Linked DNA regions of Mus musculus: regions 1 and 2 are each linked to region 3. A link is a contact called in public Hi-C and Micro-C data. All regions are on one chromosome and are shown on one strand. The core of a region is the stretch at or near the end of the contact, and the rest is flanking DNA. Distances in the headings are between cores, read along the strand shown. Region 1 overlaps Gm14051 (a long non-coding RNA gene). Region 2 overlaps Gm14051 (a long non-coding RNA gene). Region 3 holds the start of Slc23a2 (solute carrier family 23 (nucleobase transporters), member 2).

Region 1 (4,377 bases), core at 1,252-3,751, 36 kb after region 3:
GGCCAAGGTATTTGTAAATATATTTTGAGTCTGAGTCTAATTTCTGGGAGCACAGGGATGGGAGAAGAGCCCATGCTTAAGTTTTACAGCTGAGAGTTGTACATCTTGACCCTCAGGCAGCAGAAGAGACTGTGTCTACATTGGGTATAGTCTGAGCACATGTGACCCCAAAACCTACCTCCACAGTGACACACTTCCTCCACCAAGGCCATGGCTCCTAATAGTGCCTTTTCCTGTGGCCAAGCATTCAAACACATGAGTCTATGGGGGCCATACCTATTCAACTACCTCAGTCACACTGTGACTTTGGGAGTCACTTAGTCAGTGAATTAAACTAATGAGGGTCATATCAAGAGTGTTGGGAAATAGGCCTTGTTGGGTGGTATAATCCCAGCACTTGGGAGGCAGAGGCAGGTGGGGGCTGGTTAGCCTAATCTGCATAGTGAGTTCCAGGCCATCCAGGATTATAAAGATTTGGAAAGAAAATAACACAAAAATAGATGAGGGGGAGGAATGGGGGGAGATTATGGAAACAGATTGGAAACAGTTCTGGGTCTGTAAAATTAAGAGGGCAAACAACGGTCATGCACACGGGAGGCAGAGAAGGCAGGAGAGGGAAAAGGCAGGGTAAAACTAGAGCTTAAACATTTCCAAAGCAGGCGAAGAATTTTTAAGACGAGCATGGGAGGCAGAAGAGTGAACTTTACAAAGGCTGAAAAGATAAAAACTGAAAGTCAACCTGGGTGATAAAAAGGTAGTCAGGGGGGAGGTTTAAAAAGGGGAGATTTTTAAAAATCTCCACTAGCAGCAGCTGGGGAGAGATGAAAGAAGGTTTTTAGGCCAGGTCAGGCTTCTAACAAGTCCTAAAATAGGCAGGAAAACCACAGGCGCTGGCCTGTGTAACTCCATATCTGTGTCTCACACTCAGTGAGCAGGGCACACTTCTTCTACTTTTGGGGGCCTGGACAGAGTTTTCTAGATCACTGCTTCTAGGAACGGGCCACTGGAAGCTACAGCCCCACTCCTCTTGTTTAATAAGACTGCAGAACCTCCCGTCCCACCCTGGTCTCAAGCCAACATCTGCCTTCTAACAAGATCAGGATCTAAGTATACTCACTGAGAGGTGCTACTTTAGTGGGCGTGGTGCCTGGCCTAGAATCAGCTGGATTGGTTGCTTCCAGCATCATGCAGCAAGACTCACCTGTCTTCACCATACTGAGCCCCTCCCATCCATGGCTGCCACAGTTCATGTACTTCACCAGACGGGGAGGGTGCGCAGTCTTTCACGTCAGTGCAATGCTGCTTCAGGTATTTTTCGGAAGTATGAAGGAACTTCATGGCCACTAGGCAAAATCCCTTCTGCTCAAAGCACTTGATAATCTGGCCCCTCAGACTGCGCTGCCCGCCATCTGGCTTCACCTTAAGAAAGATGCGCTCAAGGTTGGCGATGGTCTGAAAGCCCACAGGTCAGCTGGGTCTGAGATGAACAATGGGAAAGGAGAATTCGTTTGTTTGTTTGTTTGTTTTGTCTGTTTGTTTGGTTTTCCAGACAGTGTGTCTGTCCTGGAACTCCCTTTGTATACTAGCCTGGCCTCAAGCTCACAGAGATCCTCCTGTCTCTGCCTCCCAAGTACTGTAATTAAAGGTATACATCATCACTGCCCAGCAAGAATTCTTTAAAATATAGAAACTAGGGCTTGAGAGATGGCTTAACAGTTAAGAGTGCTTGCTACTCTTCCAGAAAATTGGATTCACTTCATGGTGCCCATATCAGTTGGTTCCCTCCAGTCCCAGAGGATCTCATGCTCTTCTGACCTCCTCAGATACCTTCATGCACATGGTACACATAAACTTACCCAGGATGCTGCTGTGTTCCCCACCCCAACAAAATCAACCAACTGATCAGTCAATCAGCCAATCAAAAATCTGTCTACCATCTATCTACCGAAAATCTATCGTATCCTACTAGTTATAAGTTGATTCTTTATCTGACCCATTTGTCTTCCCTATGTGTTTGTTAGCCTTTTTATTTTATTTTTATTATATATTTTTTCTTTTTTATCATAGGTCCCTTACTGGTCCTGTCTCTGTGAGTAGCTAAGACCAAGGAAAGAGGAAGCAGAACTAGCTGGCTCCAAGAGGGTCATTTCCACAACATTCCATTTACACATAAAACAGAAAAGCTCATAGTTACTTTTGCAATTAGATGTTGACAGCACAGGATGGAGAACGGCTGATGTGGAGTAGGAGTGGTGTTAAACCCCTCCCACAAACTGGGTGGCTGAAGGGAGTTGGTTCTGCTTCAACCTAAGAACAACAGAAAGATCAAAAGCAGTTTGGGAGGGCCAGAACCTTCAGAGATGGTGGGAGGGGAGTAGTTTGTGATGTGGGAGTGATGTCTTGCAACTAAGGTAAAGGGATTGTCTGTCCCCTGCTAAGATTCCATCAGCCTATCTAGTGTGGAGGAAGTGGGCAACTTGCAACACCAAAAAGGAAGACTGGAGTACTAAATGATTCAGGCAAGAGCAGGAAGTGGCTCACAAAGGCTTGCCCTTCAGGGAGATGACAGTACATCACCTAATTTTTCTGCCATTGTGCAGTGGTCCTTGGCCTCTTCCTAGAAGTTTGCTCATAATTCATCCTTGATCCTTGCTTCTTGCTGATAGAATCCTTGGAGCTGGTATAGCATAGATCATTTTGTTCTTAAAGGCATACTCTATGGTCCCAGAGTATAGAGTCCCAGAAGCTGAGCAGCTGGTCCTCCTTGCTGTCCTTGAGCTAGGCTGCATCATAGAGAGAGAGTGAGTAATGGCTGTCCTGATAAGACAACATCTTGTTTTATTTTGTTTTGTTTTGTTTTGCTGTTTTTGAGACAGAGTCTTACTAGTCCTAGCTGGCCTAGAATTTTCTATGTATATGTATACCAGGCTGGCCTTGACTTTACAGAGATCCAACTGTCTCTGTCTCTCTAGTACTGGGATTAAAGGCTTATGCCACCATGCCTAATTAAAGTTTTTTTTTTAAAATAAATAAGATATATATTAAAAAGTGAGAGCCAGGCATGCCTAATTAAAGTTTTTTTTTTAATAAATAAGATATATATTAAAAAGTGAGAGCCAGGCATGCTGGCACAGGCCTTTAATCCCAGTACTCAGGAATCAGAGGCAGGTTGATCATCGAGCTCAAAGCCACCCTAGTCTCTACAATGAGACCCTTTCTGACTTTTTAAAAATGCTGGCGATTCCATATATGTATATAACATATGATGCTACCCACCCACCCCATGAGTCCTCCCATCTCCCTCCTATTCCTACTTTCCCTTTCTTCTCCCCAGCTAGTCTTCCTCTTATTTTACTTTTGCAACTCACTGTTTTAATTAGGATTGCTTGCATGATCTTGGATAGGGGGTTATTTACAAGAGCCATTTAGCAGTGACTGTGGCACTGGGGAAGATGACTTCCCCTCTTCTAACAACCACAGGGAAGAGTGAGACCTCATGAGCCCTTCCCCCATCAGTGATGGGATGCCATGCATGTCTTGTACATATAGCCATAGCTGTTATATGTTCACGATTACAGCGGTCACATCACAGGCAAAAGTTTCATAGCCCTCCTGGTTCTATGGCTCTTTCTGCCCCCTTACCTATGTTCCCTCCTTGGAGAGGGTGGTACAGAAGTTATCTTTAGAGACAAACACTCAACAGCTGCTTATTTCTCAGCACTTTGACCAGTCTTTCTACCAACTATTGTTCATTGTAAAAAAGAAGCTTTTCTGACAGAGGCTGAGCACTGCACTGGTCTATGGACGTTAAATATTTAGGGGCTGGAGAGATGACTGCTTTTTCAGAGGACTCACATTTAGATCTCAGCACCCACATGGTATTTCATAACTGCTTAAAATTCCGGGTCTAGGGAATCAGATGCCCTTTTCTAGCCTCTACGGGTGCCAGACACACGCATGGAACACAGACACACATGCAAGCAAAACCCCCATACACATAAAGTTTTTAAAACGTAATCATAAAATATTTAAGTTGAATTTTATTTTTAGTGTGTGTGCGCAGTCAGGCAAGTGTGAGTGTGGTGTCCATGTGAATGGTTATAAAAATATCAAATATGAGTCTTTTTTTTTTTGGTCAGATACTATAAAAATTGAGTTTAGGACAATAAATTAAAATCTTTTTATCTCACCCACCTTGTAAAACGTTTATGCAAATGATTTCATCCCCCTCAGCCAGTAAAACTGTGGTTTACACAAAGGCCCACTGTTCTGTTCCAGGAATTTAACGTCCTAGAGTAGCAGCCATCCTTTTCCCTTCCTCCATTCCCCAACCACCAATTCTTTTCTGACTGGCCAATGACTAAGATTGTAAGGGCA
Region 2 (4,364 bases), core at 822-3,321, 59 kb after region 3:
ATGTGCACATGTGTATACATACAAACATATACTCTCTAATAAAATTATATCATATCATATCATTCATATCATATTATATCATATCATACAAAGAATTGAAGGGCCAGAGAGATGGATTGGCTTTAAGAGTAGTTTCTCCAAAGGACCTGGTTTCAGTTTCTAGTACCCACACTAGGTATTCCACAACTGCTTATAACTAGTTCTAAGGGATACAAAACCCCCTTCTGGTTACCATGGGCACCTACATGCATGTGGTCCACATTAACTAATGCAAGCAGATAAACATACACAAAATTAAGAATAAATATATTTTTAAGAAAAGCAAAAAATGGGCTGGTGAGATGGCTCAGTTGGTAAGAGTACCCGACTGCTCTTCCGAAGGTCCAGAGTTCAAATCCCAGCAACCACATGGTGGCTCACAACCATCTGTAACGAGATCTGACACCCTCTTCTGGAGTGTCTGAAGACAGCTACAGTGTACTTTACATATAATAAATAAATAAATCTTAAAAAAAAAAAAAAAAAAAAGAAAAGCAAAAAATGAAAAGCACTCGAGAGGCAGAGGCAGAGGCAGGCGGATTTCTGAGTTCGAGGCCAGCCTGGTGTACAAAGTGAGCTCCAGGACAGCCAGGGCTATACAGAGAAACCCTGTTTCAAAAAAGAAAAAAAAGAAAAAGAAAGAAAAGCTTTGGGTCAAAGACAAGGTTTGGTGGATTAAGGCATGTGCCATGATGCAAGCCTAAAGGCCCAGGTTTAATCCTCAGAACCCACATAAAGGTAGATGAAGAGAACAGGCTCTGTCAAGTTGTCCTCTGGGTTCCACACTATGTGTTCTGTAGCACCATCAGGCACACACATGGAATAATAATAAAACATAGACAAGAGACCGAGGTCATGAAGTTTCATATGAGGAGAAAGACTTTTGGAACTTCAAGTAGAGGCCACTTGTATAATATTCTAGGAGATAATTTGTCTCTGAACATTTTGAAATGAGGCTTCATTAATTACTTTGGCAGAGTAATTTCAAGGCAGCATAGCAGTCAGACTATTGAATAGTTTTTGTTGGCTGCTTTTAGCCAGAGTTACAGTGAGAACTCGGAGCAGAAAGTAGAACAAAAAGATTTGAAAAGGGGATGTTAAGAGCCCTGACTGCTCTTCCAGAGGTCCTGAATTCAATTCCCAGCAACCACATAGTGGCTCACAACCATCTGTAATAGGATCTGATGCCTTCTTCTGGTGTGTGTGAAGACAGCTACAGTGTACTCATATATATATATATATGAAATAAATACATAAATCAAAAAAAAAAAAGATTTGAAGACTGTGCAGTTTGGCCATGGAAGGTGAGTTTAAAGTCATAGACAACCAGTGTAGACACAGCTGTTACAGTGTGACAGAAATTAGTGCTGCTAAAAAGCTGTGAACTTTGCCCTGAGACAATAGAAAATGGTTTTGACACGACCACACCCCAGGGTGTGTAAAACTAAACACTCACTTAGAAGACATTCCTTTAAAAGAGTCTCCCGGGCATGCAGGTGGAAAGGGCCATATTGGAAGTATTTTCCTAGGTTCAGGTATCTAACTTAGCAGCCTCTCTGGTTGTAGTTCAAGGAGGCCCAGCTAGTACTTGAGTTATCGGCAAAACTTGGTGTTTACCCCTTATGTTGGTTTTAAGAGATTACAGAAATTAAAGGATTATGAAAAATTCAAACTGGACTTTTATCAGGCTAAGAACATCTGAGATATGCAAATTAAAACGCTTTGAAGCCTGGCATGGTGGCACACATCTTTCATCTTAGCACTTGAGGAGGCAAAGGCTAGCAGATCTTCATGAGTTTCAAGCTAGCCTGGTCTACATAGTGAGTTCTGAGATAGCCAAGACTATATAGAGGGACGTTGTCTCAAAATAAGAACAACCCCCCCCCCCCAGCAATCTTACATTGAGATTTCCTATTACCCCAGTCATAACGGCCAAGATAATAAAACAAAGTACAGCTCATGTTGGTGAGGATGTGGGGAGGGTGGGGTTGCTAAGCCTGGTGACACACATTGCATTGCGCCACCACCTGTCAGCTGCCAAATGTGGCACTCTAGGGTTTAATGCTTGCTCTGTCAGGCTTTGATCTTACTGTGGTCCAGTCTCTCATGATTCTCCAGTTCCTGTTTTGGAACTGGGATGGTCATTCTCTACTATTGAATGTTGGAACTATATAATTTTCTTTGTGAACTTACAGAGATTCAAAGGACATTTTGTTTGTTTGGTTTTGGTATTTTTGTTTACTTGCTTTTTGCTTTTTTTAAAAGATAACATGATTTAACCACATGAACAGTCTTTTTTTTTAAAGATTTATTTATTATACATAAATACACTGTAGCTTACTTCAGACACTCCAGAAAAGAGCATCAGATCTCATTACAGATGGTTGTGAGCCACCATGTGGTTGCTGGGATTTGAACTCAGGACCTTCAGAAGAGCAGTCAGTGCTCTTAACCACTAAGCCATCTCTCCAGCCCCTGCTTTTTGCTTTTGATTCTCAAAAGAAACTTTGAACTTTAGACTTTTTTGTTTAATGATCGATTTCTTTTTATTTTATATATATTGGTGTTTTGCCTGCGTGTACATCTGTGTAAGGGAGTCAGATCCCCTGGAACTGGAGTTACAGATGGTTGTGAGCTGTCATGTGGTTGCTGGGAATTGAACCTAGGTCCTTTGGAAGAGCGGTCAGTACTCTTAACCACTGAACCACCTCTCCAGCCCCAAACTTTAGACTTTTTAATATGCATTTTATATATGTGTATATGCAGCAAAGGTTGGGTTCATGCATGCTGCAGTATATATGTCATGGTGTCTGTATATAGATCAGATGACAATTTGTAAGAGTTTATTCTCTCCTTCTACCGTGTAGGTCCCTGGGGTCAAAGTCAGGCCATCAGGCTTGGTAGAACATCTTTTACCTACCGAACCATCTCATTATTTCTCAGCTGAGGACTGAATAAAGTCAGGACTGGTAAAAGCTTTAGAAAAGTTTAAATCAGATTAAACACATATGCATTATGTGATGACCATAACGCTTTGAGGGTCAGGGCACAATATTATGCTTTGAAATTGAAATAGATATCTCTCTCTCTCTCTCTCTCTCTCTCTTTTTCGAGACAGGGTTTCTCTGTATAGCCCTGGCTGTCCTGGAACTCACTTTGTAGACCAGGCTGGCCTCGAACACAGAAATCTACCTGCCTCTGCCTCCCAAGTGCTGGGATTAAAGGCGTGTGCCACCACACCCGGCGAGATAGATGTTTCTTACAAATTTCTTTTTGAACACTATTCCCCAGCTTGTGGCCCAACTTTGGGAGACTGTAGAACATTTAGAAAGTGAGTCTAAGCTGCCAGAAGTATGCCGCTAGGACAAAAATCATCTGACCAAGTAGACAGAGTTGTTATTAGGTAAACAGAAACACAAACTCAGTATTCCTCGGGAATCTTGTAAGGGGTTTTGCTTTGTTTTGTTTACCAGGAAAACCACTGCTTACCTTATCTGTCCCAATAATCAACTACTTCATGAAAGGACATCTAGTTCCAAACAGCCTGGATCAGCTCAAAGACCCCCACCCCCTGCTGACCATCACGTAATGTCTGTTTGCTTTCCCACCAAGCTGATGTCCTCTACTCTCAGAGGCAGCGCCCAGTTTGTTCCCACAGTAAACTTTCCTTCCCCCGTGGAGTAGTCTAGTTTGGTGGGTTAACTGCACTCTCATTTCCACATGGTAGAGAAGGCAGGCAGAGATCATGTTTATGGTGGGAGTGTCCCATCACAGTGGACCAAAGAGCAGAGAGCAAGGGTGAATCTAGAGGCGCTCATAACCTTAAATGCCAGTGCACTAGTGCTGCCTGCCAGTCAGGTCCTGCCTCCTGAAGGTTCCATGGATTCCCACATTCCACAGTTCCACCAGCCAGGGAACAAACATTCAGAACACGGGTCTAAGAATGACATTTCAGATTCAAGCCATAACAAAGAACACTAATCCCATGACTGCATAACATTTGATGCTATGAATAACCTACTTTAAAAAAAATCTTCTGTGGAATATGTCATTTTAAAAAAGAGAGACATACCCTATAGGTGGAACAACATTATGAACTAACCAGTACCCCGGAGCTCTTGACTCTAGCTGCATATGTATCAAAAGATGGCCTAGTTGGCCATCACTGGAAAGAGAGGCCCATTGGACTTGCAAACTTTATATGCACCAGTACAGGGGAACGCCAGGCCCAAAAAGTGGGAGTGGGTGGGTAGGGGAGTTGGGGGGAGGGTATGGGGGACTTTTGGGATAGCATTGGAAATGTAAATGAGGAAAATACCTAATTA
Region 3 (5,017 bases), core at 1,146-3,645:
AAAGAAAAAAACGTGTGTGGGTGGTGTCCCCGGAGCGTGCTGTCTCAGGTGTGTGCAGTGTTCATACCACAGAGGCCAGAAGAGGGCACTGGAGTCCCTGGAGTTAACGATGATTGTGAGACATCGTGTAGGTGCTGGGAATTAAATCCAGATCCTGTAATTTAAGAAAACAAGGGGGGGAGGGAGAGCAGCCAGTGCTCTTAACTGCTGAGCCATCTCTCCAGCCCTCTAGTTTGTTTTTAACTTTCTTGTTGGACATGGTGGTACGCACACACCTTTAGTCTCACTACTGGGATGTGGTAGATCTATGAATTCCAGCCAGCCGCGGCTGCATATAAAGACCTTGTCTCAAAATAAATCAATATTCTGTGTAGTTTTACAAGGCTAGGCCTTGCCCTTTATCCCAGGCTGGCCTGTCTTCTTCCCATCTCCACCAGCTGGGCTGAGTTGCTAAGATTATACATTTACATCACCACACCCAGCCTAATTGCTTTTTAGTAGAGGTTTTAATCTCAGCATAATGTGCCATACTCAGAAAACTAAGTACCAGGCAAGTATCTGGAGTAAGGGGCAAGGGGTGGAACTTTAAACTGGACCTTAGAAGCTCTCCCTGACTTTGAGGCTGGCCTGGAGCAAGTTTCAGGTCAGCCAGGACAAAAAGAAAAAAAAAAAAAAATGCCACTCAAACACCCACTTTCTTTCCTCCCTTTTTTTTTTTTTTTTTTTAAGGTGGTGGTGGTCAAGACAAGGCTTCTCTGTGTAGCCCTGGCTGCCCCGAAACTCACTCTGTAGAGCAGGCTGGCCTTGAACTCAGAAATCCTGCCTGTGACTCCTGAGTGCTGGGATTAAGGATTCGTGCCACCACCGCCGGGCAAACACCTACTTTCTTACAGAAATTACTTCCCACAAGAATAAAACAGTGGTGGGAGTCGGGGTGATGGAAATACTCTGGTATAAAAAGAAAGAATCAGTTAACAGTTGAGCAAAAGACATTGTCTAGAGAACAGATACCTCATGCCTCGCTGATGTCTGCCTGAGGATGCTCAGGGCCTCCTTTTAACTAACTACCAGGTGTGTCATGAGTGCTAACACGGTGGACAGCCTCAACTGCCCAAAGCTATTAACTTTTGGATGAGCTAAGCATAGAGAGTAGTTCTAAAGTGACCCTGATAAGGTCAACTATAACCCAGCAGAGAATCCTGAACTTCTAAGAGGTGAAGAAGGCCTCTCACAAACTTCACCAGAGTCAAACACCTTAAAGGAGCAGGCCAGCAAAGTCACACAAGATGAAAGGGCAGATGAGAGAAACGGAGCAGGTGAGGCCTCAGCCCAATAGCACTCAAACAAAAAACAGAAAAATTTCAGCCACCTAGCCTAGCCTTCAGAAAGGAGAAAACTGCCTAAGGGAAGTCACATGGCCAGTTAATGACAGCTCAAACCAGGCTGTCTCAGGACTCAGATACCAGATCCTCACATCCCTGGCCGCCTTAGTTCAGAGGACCCAAGCGTCAGAAGGGATAGCATCTTCGCCATCATCCGGTCTCCCAGCACCGCAAAAAGCAGACTAACAGCTACTACAAATGCCCCAACCCCAAGTAGCCTTCAAAAAGCTAACTTTCTTCCCTGTGCACTTGCCCTCACCCCTTGCGCTGAAAATCAGGAGTTTCCCATCAGACCCGCTTAAAGCCCCTCATCCGGAATGAAGGCCGAGTTCCCATAGGCTACACATCTAATGGGACATCTCCGGCCAAACGATGAAGACAATTCTTCACCTTCAAGTTATCACACTCCAATGTCAATTTCTCGGTCAAGAGCGCAGGCAACAAGGCGACCCCGGACCCCTGCGGGGCAGGCCAGCGTGAAAGGTCGCAAGGTTGGTGCAGCGGCATCTAAAATTACTCCGTGTCGCCTTCCGCAAAGAGGGAAGGAAGCCAGACTGGAAACAGCACCGCCATCCCCCGCCCCTCGGGCTGACCCTGAATCCCCGGGCGCGGGGATGCGGGGCGCACCACCTGGGGAGGGGCGCGCAGCAAGCCACGCAGCACGGCGAGCCCACGGTGGCTGTCCCGGGGGCACCCGGCGGGGCGGCAGTGAGCGCCGGGGACGCACGGCCTGACACTGCAGCCGGGGCCGCCGGGCCGCGCGAGCCGGCGTGGGGGCGCAGGCCGCGCCGCGGGTGGGTGACAGCGCGCGGGGGCCGCGCGGGCCGGCCTCGTGGGCTCGGCGAGCAACCGGGGCTGCCGGCAGGTGCTGCCGCGGACCCGGCGTGGGGCGTGGGGCGCGGCGGCCCGGCTCTCACCTGCCTGCAGCTCGCTGGGCTCGCGTCCCGCCGATCGCACCGCTCGCGCCGCAGTGCCTGCCGCCGCCTTGGGTCCCCGCGGCAGCCGCCTGCAAAATGGCGCCGCGGAGGGGCGGGCCGGGGGCGGGAGCCGCGCAGCCGCCCGCCCCGCGCGCCGGCCCCTCCCCGCCCGACCCCCGGCTCCGCCCGCGCGCCCCGGGGCGCCGAGCCGCAGACCCTTCCCCACACACCTGCTCCGGGGGGGCCGCCTAGGATGCTCGACGCTCGCAGGCTCTCCCCTTCAGAGCCTCCTTTCTACCCTGCAGGACCCCAAGCCCTGCAGTAGCTGTGGGGTGACAGCGAGAGGGGTGCAGTGTACCCGGCTCAGTGGGTAACCCGCTTTAAAGCAATTTCGCGGCGTATCCAATTGGGCCGTCAGGCTTCCGAACTCGCTGGGGAAAGAGAGCCTCCTTGCTTATGCTGACGCGGGAGAAGACACACCAGGCTTGATTTCTCTGGGGCGTGTGTTCTGATAGAGCGGGTTTGGGGGCAACCTGCTATTCTGTATTTCTCAAGTGTACCCCCCAAGGAATGCCTGCTGGATGGGCACTTAGGCTGTGAGTCAAAAGGCCGCGTGTCAATAAACACATAGCACTTAGGCCGGGCAGTCTTGCCCAGGGGGGCATCATTAAAACTGGGTACCACCCCCAGCGGTGCTGAAACTGAAGTGTGGCTTCGAAATTTGCATTTCCAGGAAGTTTCTAGGTGATGCTGCAGGCGGTGGTCTAAGATACTAACTTGTAACTAAACCACGTTCTTACCTCCACCAAAACAAACAAAACCCTAATAATTAGCTCTCTCTTCTGTCTTCCATCTTGAAACCACTGTCTTGGTTGTTTTTCTAACCCAGTAATTCCTTTCATCCCCAAGCAACTCCGGAGAGCCATAAAGAATGGTCGACCACAGCTGACCTCATCTTTAAAAACAAAAAGCAGATTTTATTCCTGAATTGTTTATGTTTGGCAGTCTTGAGGACTGGTAGCACACTGATCAATAGAGGCATGCCGTAACCAGCAAAGACGGGCATTTTATAAAGTAGGCTAGTGCGGACGAGCTGAGAGAATCAATATATAATTCTCTAAGTCTCACACTAAAATAAAACCAGTGAGGCTTAGTGGTGCACACCTGTAATCCCGGCATTTTGCAGGCAGAGGCAGGAAGACGATGAATTTGAAGTCAGCCTGGGCTACTTAGACTCCTGTCTCAAAAAAAAAAAAAAAAAAAAAAAAAACCCTAAAAAACAGTAAGTTGAATTGTAAAATCCAGCATACCCTGGAAGACCATAGGTTAGTATTTCATCTTCACTGAAGATGAAGAAAAGAGATGATTCTGTAACCAGCACCAGAGAAGCACACAACTCTTTCTATGCCAGAGTTTCCAGCCACCCTTAAAAACATAATGTGTGTGTTCTGCTCCACAATATGGAACCTTTTGGAATAGAAGGCCTGTTCCAAGATCAAGAACCCCTGATCTTTTCAGTTCATCTCTTTTCTTCATTTCCCCCCATATATATTGTCTCCCACTCCCTAACTCCCCCTTTATAGTTTTACCTCCAATCCTAAAGCACTACCTCACTCCGGGTTTCCCCCCTCCCTCCCTGGTTTCCTGCATCTCTTCCTCCCCCACCCTCCGCACTCAACAAGCACTATAAAGCACCATCAGTCTCCCGCTTTCTCAGACGTCATCTGTGACCTTCTAAGTGCCAAATCCTTTTGCCTGTTTACAGATCTTTTTTTTTTTTTTTTCCTTCCTTGGCTTAGTAACATTCCATTGACTAACCCCCTCCTGGAGATGTTTTTATGTGATAAAGCCACTCAGCCTTCCTGACTGTCCCACTCTTTTCCACCCAGGTTGGTGATGGAAGGATTTCTCAGGTGTGGGCTTCTAAAGACGTTGGTCCCCTTGATGCCCTTTTCTCCTCAGGCTCCCCATGCTCTCTGCTTCTCACCACCCTCTTCCCCCATTACCTCTCTTTCCAGACCAGTCATTTCTGAACTTCTAGACACACTTCCCAAATGTTTCCAGAAACTATAAATGCCCCATTTGTGTGTGCCCCCCCCCCAGAGTGTACATGTACCGAGTCAAAAACTGTCGATCAAAACTTTCCAAGCATTGGCGAGATTCCTGATTTGATAGTGCCAAGATAATTATTTAGGGCACTTTTGTACTGAATGTATGCAGAGCCTTCCCTGTGTCTCTCTGTCCTTCACAGAACACAATTATTTACATGGTATTTGCATTGCCTTCGGAAGTACAATAGTCTAGAGAGGTTTCTGTAGGTTACAGGCAAACAGTGTATATAAAGATTACCAGACTAGCCTAGCTGAAGCTTTCTGTGCCCTGGGGCCAGGGGTCCTGAAACCAGCCACTCCCCTGCACTGCAGTCATCCCTAGTCTCATCTTTCCTTCACAGAGTGTTCTTTATCTGAGTTCTCTGTTTTTGCTACCCCAAACCCTGAAGTTGTCTTTGACGCTGTGTCCACTCAGTCACCTGCAGTCAGCTTGAACAGGGGAAGTGTTCTGTACCTGCAGATACCGTCTCTTGTTTTTAACTCTCCAACCTCTTAAGAGCTGCCTCCCAAAACCATCTTTGTTATCATCTCAAAACACAACTGACCATTTGACATCCCTTCTGAGAATCCTTTGGGGCCCCTTTGTCTAAATAATGACCCAGCAAAG

Evidence for each region. A called contact is a pair of places that touch in the nucleus more often than the background predicts.
Region 1: a Micro-C map of granulosa cells shows a contact between it and region 3, with 2.3 times the contacts expected there. The contact joins the enhancer-like site here to the promoter of Slc23a2 in region 3. A contact is called at or near these places in 3 of 39 promoter capture datasets (the C10 cell line, liver and macrophages), 10 of 484 Hi-C or Micro-C datasets (ECoMG myeloid progenitors, bone marrow-derived macrophages, embryonic stem cells and 7 more), 8 of 115 datasets of contacts at active chromatin or transcription factors (bone marrow-derived macrophages, a colorectal cancer cell line, differentiating embryonic stem cells and 2 more) and 4 of 9 other capture datasets (adipose tissue, embryonic stem cells, liver and 1 more).
Region 2: a Hi-C map of bone marrow-derived macrophages shows a contact between it and region 3, with 4 times the contacts expected there. The contact joins the enhancer-like site here to the promoter of Slc23a2 in region 3. A contact is called at or near these places in 11 of 39 promoter capture datasets (the 3T3-L1 cell line, 3T3-L1-derived adipocytes, the C10 cell line and 5 more), 1 of 15 datasets of contacts at CTCF or cohesin (embryonic stem cells), 34 of 484 Hi-C or Micro-C datasets (2-cell embryo, 8-cell embryo, the C2C12 cell line and 19 more), 18 of 115 datasets of contacts at active chromatin or transcription factors (acute myeloid leukemia, bone marrow-derived dendritic cells, bone marrow-derived macrophages and 10 more) and 3 of 9 other capture datasets (adipose tissue, bone marrow-derived macrophages and pancreatic islet).

Annotation. Positions count from the first base shown.
Region 1 is chr2:132,178,395-132,182,771 of GRCm38.p6, forward strand. The region is part of intron 2 of Gm14051 (a long non-coding RNA gene); the gene reads left to right. Among named protein-coding and RNA genes, the nearest start is that of Slc23a2, 35 kb to the left of the region's middle. Within about 2 kb of position 2,502, at least 48 of the 459 cell types and tissues checked have an H3K27ac peak or open chromatin away from gene starts, as enhancers often do. A contact at or near this core is called in ECoMG myeloid progenitors, bone marrow-derived macrophages, differentiating embryonic stem cells and 1 more, where this site is marked.
Region 2 is chr2:132,201,925-132,206,288 of GRCm38.p6, forward strand. The region is part of intron 2 of Gm14051 (a long non-coding RNA gene); the gene reads left to right. Among named protein-coding and RNA genes, the nearest start is that of Tmem230, 44 kb to the right of the region's middle. Within about 2 kb of position 2,072, at least 26 of the 459 cell types and tissues checked have an H3K27ac peak or open chromatin away from gene starts, as enhancers often do. A contact at or near this core is called in the C2C12 cell line, acute myeloid leukemia, bone marrow-derived macrophages and 3 more, where this site is marked.
Region 3 is chr2:132,142,713-132,147,729 of GRCm38.p6, forward strand. It overlaps Slc23a2 (solute carrier family 23 (nucleobase transporters), member 2), which reads right to left and starts at 2,396. Exons shown (of 16, transcript NM_018824.2): 1 at 2,300-2,396. It overlaps Gm14051 (a long non-coding RNA gene), which reads left to right and starts at 867. Exons shown (of 3, transcript XR_866753.3): 1 at 867-1,873.